2 separate regions of the Bombyx mori genome follow, and region 1 is linked to region 2. Evidence: chromatin contacts called from public Hi-C data. All regions are on one chromosome and are shown on one strand. The core of a region is the stretch at or near the end of the contact, and the rest is flanking DNA. Distances in the headings are between cores, read along the strand shown.

What was found. A called contact is a pair of places that touch in the nucleus more often than the background predicts.
Region 1: a contact with region 2 is called in a Hi-C map of midgut, with 1.7 times the contacts expected there. The contact joins the promoter of LOC101743885 here to the enhancer-like site in region 2. A contact is called at or near these places in 3 of 7 Hi-C or Micro-C datasets (midgut and whole pupa).

What each region holds. Positions count from the first base shown.
Region 1 is chr18:13,567,979-13,570,678 of ASM3026992v2, forward strand. LOC101743885 (echinoderm microtubule-associated protein-like 2) reads right to left here and starts at 1,411. Exons shown (of 19, transcript XM_038017309.2): 1 at 1,145-1,411.
Region 2 is chr18:13,511,337-13,514,143 of ASM3026992v2, forward strand. It overlaps LOC101743885 (echinoderm microtubule-associated protein-like 2), which reads right to left. Exons shown (of 19, transcript XM_038017309.2): 3 at 1,165-1,356. Among protein-coding and RNA genes, the nearest start is that of LOC134200591, 16 kb to the left of the region's middle. Within about 2 kb of position 1,260, at least 3 of the 8 cell types and tissues checked have open chromatin away from gene starts, as enhancers often do.

The DNA of each region.
Region 1 (2,700 bases), core at 161-2,660, 57 kb after region 2:
TAAAACAAGAAGCTGTGGTTGAACAAGATGTTTAGATAACTTTTAAAAAGTATATTCGTAATAAATGTCATATACCTAATACGTGAAATTAACATTGGATGTGTATTACATATGACTTTGGTTGTGATTATTGTAAAATTATATTTTCAAAGAAAATACGCTTGCCTCCTGTGTTTTATGATGATTCGTTATTTTCGACTGAAGTATGAATGAAGTGGCCTTCAGCTTGTCGTTTAAGTATTTGACATTTAACAAATAGGTAGAAAAAAAAGGGATTTTATGACCTGGTCACTAAGACCTTTAAGTCATGTCTTATTTTAATTAATATTCTTATTTTTATGAAAAACGATCATATGGAATGAAATGAAATGAAGATGCTTGTACGAGTATAACCCACCTCCTTTTAGGTACACAAATAATTAGAACGTTATTTTATTGTAGTAAAAACACGATGTTAATACTTAATATTAACAATAAATTCACGTTATTACGGATCCTCCCGATCCATTAACGGTGCTTTTAGGTACCTCAAATACCGGTCACCGTCCTCTCTGAACCCATGAAGGGCTCCACGAGTAAATCAACCCATAGACACAGCCCACTGAGTTTCTCGCCGGATTTTCTCAATGGGTTGCGTTTCCGATCCGGTGGTAGATTCTGCGAAGCACTGCTCTTGCTAGGGACAGTGTTAGCAACACTCCCGGTTTGAGCCCCGTGAGCTCACCTACACGTCAAGGAGAAGCTGAAATAGCCTCTCAAGGCTATCAGCATAGGTAGGGAAAAGAAAAAAATACAATAAAAGTGGATCGTTAATACATAATATTATTATGTATACCGAATTTTATTTATGAAATTTAAAATCAATATCTTGTTAATGCCAATGCTTATTTTATAAAAACAAGGACATCGTTTGAATTAGATATCAAGGAACTTGGAGTAAATAATATATTTACATATGCAAATTTATCTAAAAACCGTTGGCCTCACGCGCTAATCTACCAATGTGAACGGTATTTTCAAAACAGATAAAAAAAAATTGCAAATGCTGTTACGTTCCTTACTTTTGTTATCTTTAGAACAATGGTTTGCCGACACCGTTATTCCACCATGAAAGAACAGAATACCATAGCAAAACCCGACTCACCGTATCAATGGTACTGAATCAACGGAATCCGACACGATCGCTTTCCGTTGAGAATACAAGTTTAAAACGAGATTGTTGTTACAAAAATCACGTTTAAATCTTGAACACCACTATACACTTGTCAATGAACACTCAAAACACAATATTTCAGTGATGCGAAATACGTTTGAATAGAATTAAAAACGAATTATTCACGACAATACTTTGTTAATTCGCGGAGCAATATGGAGACGTGCACTTACGATGGCGTTTATGACGCTACTAGCGCCACGAAAACATGGAACGCGTGAAGACAGAGAGAAATACGAGATAAATAAAATTTCCAAAAAATAACGTAATCAGTGGTTTTATTGGCATTAATTGATTTGGTAACAGTTAACTATCGTGTAGTAATTAACTTAAATGCAAATTAATGGCTTTCTTACATATTTCAAATTGTTTTTCTCGTTTAAAGTGTAGAAAACGGCAGCAATGGGTCGTGTAATTAAGGTTTTTTTTTTTATTTGTAAAGGTACGGCACCGACTTACACTTTGTTAAGTTGTCATTAAATTATTATTTTTCATTGAACACAGGGAATGAGATATACTTTCCTGAAACTAAAATATTGCATCTTGATTTGCCAAATTCAACCTTACCATTCCTCAGGAGAATTAATATGAGATAGATGGCCAGTTATAGAATCCCAAATAGTTAAGAAGCAGAAGAAAATATAATAAAATATATTGTAAAACTGTTGTGGTTTCAATCAGACAGATATGGCTTTCTTTGTTCATGAAGTTTCCGTAGATTTCTTCCTTTATTCCGGTAGTAGATTCTGCGAGGAATTCCTCTTGCTAGGGCTAGTGTTAGCAACGTTCTCAGGTTAAAGCCTGGTGAGTGAGCTAACGCTAACCTACTGGCTCGGTTATGCTGGCATAGTCCCCTAGGTTACAAACTTAGGTAGAAAAAAAACCAGAATGGCAATTCGTTCTTTTACGATGCCACTATTGTCAGCGACCAGTTTAAAAATAAAAAAAGACAAATTTAAAAAAATATAGGTTACAGATTAGTTAATTTAACAGATTTATTTCTGTAATTTATTTCTGTAATCTGACGAAGCATGTTGCGGATAATAACATGCACATTCTACAAAGTGTGTTAATGTTACTAATAGGCTACTTATTATATTCTAATAAGCTAGAACATACCTACAAATTATATAGTTATTTAACAGAAAAAAGTATGTAAGGTCTTCATGGTCTAACCAATACCTATCTAAGGAAAATAGGTATATTGAACAAGTAAAATAGATAATAGAAAGATGTTCGTTAATTAAGGTTACGGAGAAGAAGATTCTGGAATTAATTCACATTCAAATTTTAGAAATAGAAACAATTTAATGTTCAGATTTTCCTTTGCCAAATTATTATGTATTTTTTTATAACTTTTTAGCCACTTTATTACAATTTTTGTTGCACTATTAGCGACAGTCACAGAGGAGGTTTCACTTTAATTTTATCAGAAAACGAACGGATTATCTAAGCTTTCATAAGCTTAATGTTTTAGATCATCACTT
Region 2 (2,807 bases), core at 10-2,509:
CTAAATCTAATGGTTATAGAAGTATAAAATACAATCATAATAGTGTACAAACTTACAATTCCAATTAATTATAGTCGAATTTCGACTACTGCGGGACCTCTAGTAAGTAATTAATACGTGAAGCAAAAACTTTGTACCCCCTTTTACGAAAATTGCGCGGACGGAGGAGTATGAAATTTCCCAAACTTATAGAGAATATAGAGAATAAGTGCAGAATGCTAATTTTTTTTAATTACGCACAATAAATACATTAAATCAATAAAAAAAAACATTACACACACCACCATCTATTTGACACAACACATACATATAAATACAATATTGCTTAGATGGGTGGACGAGCTCACAGCCCACCTGATGTTAAGTGGTTACTGCAGCCCATAGACATCTACAACGTAAATGCGCCACCCACCTTGAGATATAAGCTGTAAGGTCTCAGTATAGTTACAACGGCTGCCCCACCCTTCAAACCGAAACGCATTACTGCTTCACGGCAGAAATTGTTTATTGTCAATTGTGAAACTTTTGTTATTGTATAAAGACTGTGGTCAAATCGAGAATAGACTAATATGGTTTGTCTTTAATATTATTTATCTATGGTGTAGTTTTGGCGAAATCAGTTATAGATTAGATTTTATTATAGAAGTCGTATAATAGTGTTTGACAATAGAACTATAATAATGTTTAAATACTTATAATTTAAATTAATTATAGTCGAATTTCGACTACTGTGGGGCCACTAGTAATAAGTAATTGATCATTAAATTTAATAGAAAGCCTCGATATTGGAGTAAGCGCACAATCTGATTATAATATTTCGGTTTACGCATTTGAAAGCTATGAATTTATTGTGATTAGTGGAAACTCGAATGCGATTTTCGTTTATATTAAAAATATATATATTAATTAATAAAACTCTCAAAATATTTACTCTTATGGGCTTCGTTACACGTATGCCAATAAAGAAACATACCTGTGTCCTTAGTGTGAGTATTTTAACGTTTTCGATAACGTAAAAGTTAACTTAAATGTGTATGGAGTTGAAAAGTTTGCCTACGTTTGCCGTTAGGGGCGCTGTTCCAACTGCATACAAAATGAGTTGACTTTTACGTTATCGAGAATGTTAAAAAACTCGCACTAAGCACCGATGTAGTCAAATCTCACCTGTATACGTTCCGTTTCTCTGTGTACCCGTGGAGGGTGGTGGAGCTCTGCCTTCTAAAGCGTTGAGTCTCCTCAGAGCATCAGCGAGGGTGGACCGTAGGCAGAGTAGTTCTTCAGCCTGTCTGGCGCAGCGGACCTCAAGCTCGGCCACGCGAGCTGCTAGACCCGCCCCTTCGCCTTCTAGCATTTCATCTGAAATCGATTTATTTTTAATTAGATTTTTTTAAATTTTTAATACGCTTTTATTAGCTTCAGACGTATGTATGTTTGTAACGGAATCTTTGAACATGATTTTGACCACCTTCAAAACGTTGGATTAACTCGAAATTTTGGTATACTTATTAATGATCGATGACAATTCAATATTAAAAAAGAAATTAAAAAATGTATATTGAAAAAATTGAAATTCAACTAAAAAATGAAAAATAAATAATAGTTAAAAAAACTAATAAATCGCATTTATAGAAAATCCAACATAAAAAATAGAAAATAAATTTTAATAAATTTGCATTAAAAATAGTTTAAACAAAAATTATTTTATTGTACAAAAAAAGCGTAGGTGGACGAGCTCACGGCCCACCAAATGTTAAGTGGTCACCGGAGCCCATAGACATCTACAACGTAAATGCCGCCACCTACTTTGAGACATGAGTTCTAAGGTTTCAATTTTTACAGTACAACGTCTGCCCGGCCCTTCAAATCGAAACGCATTACTGTTTCACGGCAGAAATAGATAAGAGTGGTGGTACCCACACGTGCGGACTCACAAGACGTCCTACCACCAGTAAAACACACACATCAAAATACGACGAAGATAATGATTTACTTATCTCGTGGTCTCGATCTCTAGACAGAGTCTTTTAGATCAGAAATACAAAAGAATATTGTCCTAAAAATGGTCGCATTGAAATCTATAATACATTACAACCACGTAATTTTAATAAATAGACAAAGATAATAAAGTACCAAGTAAGTACCCCTTTGTTTGTCAACCGATTCTTTTTCCTTTGTTCAATACATATTGATAAGTTTTAATGTTGCCAATAAAAATTTTAGAGGCAGTTTTGTTTTCTTAACAATGACTAAAAGGCCAAAGATATTATGCAATATATTTAAAAAGAATTTAAGTCTTTAGATGTTCTACGTGATTACGATGGAATTTCGATAATTAGGTATGCACTAGTAATTTTTAATGCTTTGTCGGGGTTCGTTAAATTGCTTTTTTTATTGCTTAGATGGGTAGACAAGCTCACAGCCCACCTGGTGTTAAGTGGTTACTGGAGCCCATAGACATTTACAACGCAAATGCGCCACCCACCTTGAGATATAAGTTCTAAGGTCTCAGTATAGTTTCAACGGCTGCCCCACCCTTCAAGCCGAAACGCATTACTGCTTCACGGTAAAATAGGCGGGGCGGTGGTACCTTCCTGTGCGGACTCACATGAAGTCCTACCACCAATAATTACGCAAATTATAATTTTGTGGCTTTGATTTTTATTACACGATGTTATTTCTTCACCGTGGAAGTCGATCGTGAACATTTGTTAAGTACGTATTTCATTAGAAAAATTGGTACCCGCCTGTGGGATTCGAACACCGGTGCATCGCTAGATACGAATGCACCGGACGTCTTATCCTTTAGA